2 separate regions of the Pan troglodytes genome follow, and region 1 is linked to region 2. Evidence: chromatin contacts called from public Hi-C data. All regions are on one chromosome and are shown on one strand. The core of a region is the stretch at or near the end of the contact, and the rest is flanking DNA. Distances in the headings are between cores, read along the strand shown. Region 1 holds the start of GOLM2 (golgi membrane protein 2). Region 2 overlaps FRMD5 (FERM domain containing 5).

The links. A called contact is a pair of places that touch in the nucleus more often than the background predicts.
Region 1: a contact with region 2 is called in a Hi-C map of stem cell-derived neural progenitor cells, with 2.6 times the contacts expected there. The contact joins the promoter of GOLM2 here to the enhancer-like site in region 2. A contact is called at or near these places in 1 of 7 Hi-C or Micro-C datasets (stem cell-derived neural progenitor cells) and 1 of 1 datasets of contacts at active chromatin or transcription factors (stem cell-derived excitatory neurons).

What each region holds. Positions count from the first base shown.
Region 1 is chr16:36,263,459-36,267,765 of NHGRI_mPanTro3-v2.0_pri, reverse strand. It overlaps GOLM2 (golgi membrane protein 2), which reads right to left and starts at 1,491. Exons shown (of 10, transcript XM_009428964.5): 1 at 1-1,491. The coding sequence starts at 268.
Region 2 is chr16:35,879,119-35,883,461 of NHGRI_mPanTro3-v2.0_pri, reverse strand. FRMD5 (FERM domain containing 5) reads left to right here. Exons shown (of 16, transcript XM_063794901.1): 6 at 1-61; 7 at 3,642-3,729. Among named protein-coding and RNA genes, the nearest start is that of MFAP1, 79 kb to the right of the region's middle. Within about 2 kb of position 1,916, at least 5 of the 24 cell types and tissues checked have an H3K27ac peak or open chromatin away from gene starts, as enhancers often do. A contact at or near this core is called in stem cell-derived neural progenitor cells, where this site is marked.

The DNA of each region.
Region 1 (4,307 bases), core at 242-2,741, 380 kb before region 2:
GGCCGTAGTCGGCCTCCTTCTGGTCGATCTGTTTCTTGTGCGTGTCCACCAACAGCAAGAGGTCCGAATTGCGCTTTTCCAGCCGCCCGCGGGCCACTTCGGTGCGCTGGACCTGGCCCTGCAGCTCGGCCACCTCCTCCTGAAGCAGGACGTGGCGGGAGGAGATGCTCCAGTAGTTGAAGGCGAGGACGACGATCACCACCAGCAGCACCACCAGCACGAGAGAGGGCAGGCGGCCAGCCCGCCGGTTGGCCCCGAAACCCACCATGGGGCCAAATCGGGCTGTACCCTAGGGGCCTCGCCGCAGACACCTGCAGGCAGAAGCCCAGGCCTCGGCTGGAGTTGCCCGGCGGACACGGCCCCAGGACCGGCCGAGGGAGGAGGCGGGCTTATCGGTCGGCTGCGAGCCGGAGAAGGGGGCGGGGCCGCAAGCCGCAGGTCCCTCCCCGCCCCCCTCCTCAAATCAGGCCAAAACGCGTTCCGGAGGCTTTGAACCCGACCCTGCACCTGCCCAAGGGAACCGGGAGAACCCAGCTGCCAGCGTCCCCCAAACCCAACACCTCACGGTTGGGAGGCGGGGAAAAAAAACCGGAAAGGGGCGGATGTACCCTGGCCCCACCCACTAGCTGGGGCCTGGTCGTCTAGGGGACCATTTCCGAGTTTCCGTCGACACCCCTCTTGTCGCGAGAACGTTGCTTCCTCTCGTCTCTCTCTCTCTCTCTCTCTCTTTCTCTCTCTCTCTCTCTCTCTCTCTTTCTCTCTCTCTCTCTCTCTCTCTCTCTCTCTCTCCTCTCTCTCTCTCTCTCTCGTCTCTGTCTCCGGGTTCTCTCTCGCTCGCTCGCTCGCTCTCGCTCTCGCTCTCTCTCTCTCTCTCTCTCTCTCGTCTCTGTCTCCGGGTTCTCTCTCGCTCGCTCGCTCTCGCTCTCTCTCGTCTCTGTCTCCGGGTTCTCTCTCGCTCGCTCGCTCTCGCTCTCTCTCTCTCGCTTGCTCTCTCTCTCTCTCTCTCTCGCTCGCGCTCTCTCTCTCTCTCTCTCGTCTCTGTCTCCGGGTTCTCTCTCGCTCGCTCGCTCTCGCTCTCTCTCTCTCGCTTGCTCTCTCTCTCTCGCTCGCGCTCTCTCTCTCTCCCCGCCCAGAGTTTTCTCTGTCGCGTAGGGTGTTGTGTTAATTTTGGCGGTCTCAGATGTCTCAGGTACCTGGGTCGGAGTCCTTTCTGTTGTTATCTACTGGATTCCCTTGATTCAAGGCCTAGGGAGTTCCTGCCCTACACTGGCCCTCGCGAAAATATTTGTCTTTGAGGACGTCTGGGGCTGCGACCGCGGAATAGAAAAAAATAGTAGGTGAGCTGCTGCCAAAAAGGGGCGACTAGAAAGGTTTTGTACTTGCTTCTGTAGAAGGGGAATTTCTCTTTTGTGCTAATGATGTGGAAAGAAAAAACAAAAAGACCGTAAAATAGCGATGCCCTAAACATAATGGAGAAAAGCGGGAGAAACCAAGCTTTAGGACTGAAAGGGGTGGTGCCAGTCTCGTTTCCTAGGTTACTGCTTTCACGAACCGAAAGAATTTCAGAATGTGGCGAGCTCCAATTTTTAAACGCACTGCTGCTTTTGCCTCAGCTGGGCTTCCAAACAGAAAGTCCAGAAGCTGCCCTCGATGAATCGTAACTAATGCACTGTTACTGCCAGCGAACACATTCTGGGTTAGAAATAATAGCTCTAACAAATTGTTTTGCGCGCCTAGTCTCATATTATCTTCTCAACAACGCAATTTTACAGATGAAGAATCCAAGACACATAGATGTTTGGGAACTTTCTCTTATCTGGTTTTAAATAGGCTTGAATCCAGATCATTGAACTCTAAACACCATTGCTGTCTGCATATAGCAGACTGTTTATATGTTAAGTGTGAATTTCAGTAGTGCAAAAAAAAAAAAACCTGCCTCTTTTGGGTTTTTTTGCATAATTATTTTGTCCGTGCGTAGAAAAATAAAAAGGTACTGGCTGTAACCTGTTTAAGGAGAGGATGGGGTTGCCTTATTTTTCAGACCTCAGGTTGAAGAACTTCCATGAGTATAAAACCTCAAGAAGGAAAAACCTTGGTATTTTTTATTCGAATCAGAGTGATATGATTTTGAGGCAGGAAGACTTGTCATCTTTGAATGATTATTCTGTGCTTCCTATCCTCAAAAATTATTTCCCTAAGTCCCGTAGTAGCGTAGAATTATTGCATCTTCAAAGAACAATGATTACTCTCTCAGATGCAGTACAGAAAACCACCACCAAAATTATTAATACTTGGTTCACATCAGAAGTGAGCTCTGGCTTCATAAGATCTAACAAATCCTCTCCACTCTCAGATGACAAGCCGACTTTGGCAAAAGGAAGCAAAGCAAAAATGAGAAATCATTAACTATAAAGAGCCTTTCCATCTCTGCTTTCGTCAACTCATATTGGCCTTGCTCTGCTCAACCAGCAATCGAAAATTATTCTAGGCCGGGCGCGGTGGCTCACCCCTGTAGCCCCAGCTACTCGGGAGGCTGAGGCAGGAGAATCACTTGAATCGGTGAGGCAGAGGTTGCAGTGAGCCGAGATCGTGCCATTGCACCCCACCTTGGGCAACAGAGTGAGACTCCGTCTGAAAAGAAAAAAAAATTATTCTATAAAGTTATGTTAACTACTTAAGATTTACTGTTCCCACGAGTGTTTTCATTTTTACATAGGCAAATCTAAAAGTATAAATGTTGTACAAAACACATACACATACATTTCCTCAACAGATGTTTAATAGAACTATTGGGTACCATTATTCCATTTCACAGGTGCAGAGGTAACTTGCCGAAAGTCAATTATGTAGTAAATGGCCGAGATGACCAATCCTCTTTCCACTCTTCCCCAGAAGATTTTTTTTTCCATTTTGATGGTTGTCTCATCAAGCTGTTCCTCCTACTGAATACAAACCAGATATTAAGACAGTGTTTAAGTGCCCTCCCATATGTAGTTCTGAGTTAGACATTAAACAAATTAAGGTAAAAGTCAATTCCTTAAACCAGGTAATCAAAGTTAACATCAACAGTGATGTCCTGTCGATAGTATGTATTGGTGATACAATATGATGATTGTAGCACTCTGTGTGGTCTTCTTCACAAAGACTCATAACCCTAGTCTACTCATGAGAAAAACATCAGACAAATCTCAGTGGAAGGACATTTTAAAAAATACTTGACCAGTATTCGTCAAACTTGTCAAGGTCATCAAAAACAAGGAAAATTGGAAAATCTTTCATGGCCAAGAGAAGCTTAAGGAGACATGATGATTAAATGTATCCTGGTTGGGATCCTGGAACACGAAAAGGACATTAGGTAAAAACTAAGGAAATCTGAATAAAGTATGGATGTTAGTTAATAATAATATATCAGTACTGATTCATTAATTGTGACAAATGCACCATACTAATGCAGGGGAAACGGTGTGGGATATATGGGAACTCTACTATTTTCACAATTTTTCTGTAGATCTAAAGCTGCTAAAAAATTATTTTTAAAAAGTCCATTCCTGTCTTTTAGAATATGTTATCAAGTATAGACATAAATATGATATAACTGTAAAGGCAGTGTAATCATAGATAAATAATGTTTCTTGTGGTTTTTTTGTTTGTTTTATTTTGTTTTTTAAAAGATGGGGTCTTGCCCTGTCACCCAGGCTGGAGTGCAGTGGCTCGATTTCGGATCTCAGCTCACTGCAGTCTTGACCTCCCCAGCTCAAGTGATCCTCCGGCCTCGATCCCGGAAGTAGCTAGGACTACAGGTGCCCGCCCCACGTGCAGCTAATTTTTGTATTTTTTGTACAGACAGGGTTTTGCCATGTTGCCCAGGCTGATTCTGAACTCCTGAGTTCAGGTAATCCTGCTGCCTGGGCCTCCCAAAGTGCTGGGATTAAGGCATGAACCACCATGCCCGGCCAGTCATAGACAAATAATGGGGTTTTTTTTCTTTCTTTTCTTTTCTTTTTTTTTTTTTGAGGGGAGATGGAGTCTCACTCTCACCCAGGCTGGAATGCAGTGGCATGATCTCACCTCACTGCAACCTCTGCCTCCTGGGTTCAAGCGGTTTTCCTGCCTCAGCCTCCCAAGTAGCTGGGATTACAGGCGCATGCCACCATGCCCGGCTAATTTTTTGTATTTTTTTGTTTTGTTTTTTTTTAGTAGAGATGGGGGTTTCACCATGCTAGCCAGGCTGGTCTCAAACTCCTGACCTCGTGATCCACCCACCTCGGCCTCACAAAGTGCTGGGATTACAGGCGTGAACCGCCGCA
Region 2 (4,343 bases), core at 667-3,166:
TCCCTAAACATTCAGAGAAGCTGGAAAGGAAAATTGCCGAGATTCACAAGACAGAACTGAGGTACGTGGCACTTAATCAGGCCCAGAACACTGTGGCTTCTCCACAGCCTGAGCACGCAGGCTCCACGCCATGTCTTCTGTTCTTGCAGACTGTTTACTGACACAGAGTGATGCTCCCCAGCCTTCCTGACCGCGGATGTACCATTGTCAGTGATACACTGACAGCACAAGTCACAGCCACAAGCCCTGTAGGCTCCCTCTCCAAGAAAAGCGATTTAGCCTGAAGCTTAAAGACAAGGGAGAAGTTGTGTTATAGGGGAAACAGAGAGGGATTGGCCTTTGAAAGGCATCTGCCTCACTATGATATTTAATGAAGATACAGAGGAAAGCATGAACTGGGGAAAAGGAAAAGATAAAGGAAATTGCATAAGATAAAAAAGATGAAAGAAAAAGGCCAGGCGCGGTGGCTTACGGCTGTAATCCCAGCACTTTGGGAGGTCGAGGCAGATGGATCACCTGAGGCCAGGAGTTCAAGACCAGCCTGGCCAACATGGTGAAAACCCATCTCTATTAAAAATACAAAAATTAGCCAGGCATGATGGCAGGTGCCTGTAATCCCAACTACTCCGGAGGCTGAGGCGGGAGAATCGCTTGAACCCAGGAGGCAGAGGTTGCAGTGAGCTGAGGTTGCGCCATTGCATTCTAGCCTGGGTGACAGAGCGAGACTCCATCTCAAAAAAAAAAAAAAAAAAAAAAAAAAAAAGGAGAGGTTGAGTGAGGATGTGAAAAAGGGCAGGCTTCTGCTCTTAGTCTGTGACGGTGTGACAGGTGGCTTCTCAGTGGAGGATGGAGTGCGCAGGGCTGATTCATAAATGCTGAGGGTGCCTTGGGAGCACTCTGGTTCAGAAGTATGTCCTCAGCCCCGCCTAACTCAGGCCCCCCCATACCCTACCTGGAGTCCCCGACTTTGCACAGAGAGAAGTGGAGGAGACGTGGCTTCAAGTTTGGAGCCTCATCTTTCTCAGCTTCTCTTACTTTGCCCAGAATATGCTGAATACCATAAAACAGCATTAATGCAGCCTTTCACCCACATGAAGTAGGATTTTCTACAAAGCCTGATTTTAAAAAGCAACAATAGGGTGTTTGGGCTCCATTTGGTTACGGCACAGATTCCCCAAACTGACAAACTATGAGGAAAAAAGGGATATAGAATGCAGTGTTGGCCAAGCGCAGTGGCTCACACCTGTAATCCCAGCACTTTGGGAGGCGGAGGAGGGCAGATCACCTGAGGTCAGAAGTTCGAGACCAGCCTGGGCAACATGGCGAAAACCCTGTCTCTACTAAAAATGAAAGTAAATAAATAAAAAAGCCAGATGTGGTGGCACACGCTTGTATCCCAGCTACTCAGGAGTCTGAGGCATGAGAATTACTTGAACCCGGGAGGTGGAGGTTGCAGTGAGCTGGAATTGCACCACTGCATGCCAGCCTGGGCCACAGAGCGAGACCCTGTCTCAAAAAATTAAAAATACAAAAAAGTTATGTTGTCATTATAATACATTACAGCTTTAAAAAAATATTTTAAAAGGTTTGTGTATCTACTGTTCCGAGGAAAGACTATGCCTGGCAACAGGGAGCAGAGCTGGATATTTCTAATGCTAATACTAAGCTTCAACTTGTTCCTTCCCCAACCACAGGCCCCCCAGAAACCCTTCACTCAATGATTTTACCAACAAATATAACCCAAAGCCTCCTTAGCCTTTGTAAACAGACCCCTCTGCCCATGCTTTGTGGCAGGAGGGGTTCCTGACCCTCCCAGCGGAATGGCGACACCGAACAAATGGAATCTTAGATGCTTCCCGCCCCTCTCCCTGGGTGTGCCTTCCCAGGTGCAGGACCCCATGGCTCCTCAAGTCACTCTGTTAGGGAATAGCGACCCCTTGTGGTAAAAATCAGAATAAACACGGGCCTGTGGTGTTGGGGGCAGGGGCCTCATGGTTCCTTCAAAGAGATCAGGGATGTGCTGGAACTGCCTGGAGGGCTTTAGGAGACATCAGAATAGTAGGGACAGCCCTCCAGAAACCTAGTTCAAAGCAGGGGATCCCCCAGGAAATGATGCCCGCTTTGAGGACCCTGGAGGTTTGGGCCAACTCCAAGGGTAAATGGAGCCCACAGGGCCCACTCCCCCTGCAGACAGAGGACACTCCCTGGAAAGGGAAGCTGTGCTCTAGCCAGCCCTTTGCTTGCCACACAGATATTTTCCTAACTTACCTTCCCTGTGCCTCAGGTACACTAGTGGATGCAGAAGTCTTTATTCACAGTAATACCCCCTTCCACAGGTACTTTTTCCACAGGTCCTGCCTCGTCTTCATAATGTAAAAATACGTCCATGCTTCCTTTATGCAACTGTGATATGGGCTTTTGAGAGCACAGACTGTATACTGTGTTTCTTCATATATTTTCCAGCAAGTAGCACAGAGGCTGGCACATAAAGGTGCTGCCTGACTAATGCCTCTCCAGAGGGACACTAGGGGGAATCTGGCCTGGGGTCAGCTTATCTTCCTGCCTGGCCATATCACCTGAGGCAAATGATAAGCTTAGAAACGAGCAACGTGCAGTCCTGTCCACCAGCCATCAGAGATGTTGACTTCACAAGCTGCCCACCCCTCCTCACTGAAGCCAAACCTGTAGCTATAGAAGTGTATCTGCTTTGCAGGGCTCTGGACCCAGGCAAGAGCCTGATGGTTATTCTGCCACTGGGTCTGCAATGAGCCCATCAACACACCTGCTAAAGAGGCAGTGGGAAGGGGTGATGCCAAAGGCCCCTTCAGATGGCCTGGAGCCGGAGCTGATCTCTGCCTTTTTCAGCATCTTTCGTTTTCCTGGTCATCACCCTATGGGCAGACAGCTGTTGTGGAGCATGGGAGCTCAGCACTGTCTCCTGCCTCTCCTCACCCTAATTTCCTGTGTTTCCTTTTGGCAAAGGAAGAGGGCTGGGTGGCACCAGCAAGCTATATGAGCCCCTTCTTTATATTTCAGTCTAGAACAGATCACATATGAGAAGCCTATGACCTGCCTCCAGCCTACAGATGTATTTTGTTTTACCCCATAGTATTTTAAATTGTGAAATACCACATAAAAATCAGTATCTCTGACTTTTCTTTTAAAATCACAATATCTAGCTAAGCCTTGCATTCTTTTTTTTTTTTTTTTTTTGAGACAGGGTCTCATTCTGTCACTCAGGGTGGAGTGTAGGGCTGTGACCATAGCTCACTGAAACCTCGCACTCCTGGGCTCAAGCAATCCTCCCACCTCCCACCTCAGCCTCCCAAGTAGTGGGCCCTGCATTCTCAGTGATGAGAATCTCAGAGTTAAGGTGGTGCTGCCACAGTCCCCACCACTCCCCATTGTTTACACTCAGCCCAAGTAATTCATTATGTAGCCTGCCTCACTCTGAAAACGTTTGAAGACAGTCAGAGACTCTAGCAGGAGTCTATGAAGTTGGTCCTAGAACCAAGCAGGGAGCACACCCTAGACAAATTGAGATGTGTGGCTCATCCTAAGCACATCTTCATAGAGAGTTTACCTCAGGGGAACCTGTGGGAACAAGACACCTTGAAATCATCTCATCTTCTTTATTCCAGTGGTCAAACACCAGCAACATCAGAGCTGAACTTCTTAAGAAAAGCACAGACATTGGAAACATATGGAGTGGATCCTCACCCATGTAAGGTAAGACCCCCTGGTTGGAGACTGCATGACCTTTCCTCCTCTAGAAGGCATCAGGAGCAAGAGCCCCCATGCCTGCACTCAGAGGCCCCCTTCAACGTTTACATGGCTGGCACTTTCAGTGAGATATCAGAGAAAATGCCTGCTTTGAAAACTCCTCTGGATCCCATGCTACATAATTTTGTGGTGCCACATCAATGTCAGAGGAACCGAGGCAAAGTCAATCTAAATAACAAATCCAAAGCTAGGGCCCCGCAATGGGTAATTTGGTAGAAATGAAGAGAGGAGGGATATGGAAGGCCCCCCACAGAGAACGATCAGAGGCGGCTCAGCGCCTGCCCACCCTTTCCTGACCTGTAATCTAGTTTCTTTCCGAGAGTGGGTTTTATTGACTGCAGTGGCATAAGTCACTGCACGGAACTGCAGTGGAGTCACATTTAATGCCATTATGCGCCTGTGAGGGATAGACGAGAACCAGCCGGGGAGGCTGCCCAGAGAAAACCTCTGTAATTACTCACGCACATCTGGCATTTTGGAGATGAGCGGGGGCAGCCAGTCACTGCCGAGGCCTGTGCAGACCCATGGCCCCTTCCAGTCTCTCTCTGTGGCTGTGGCCC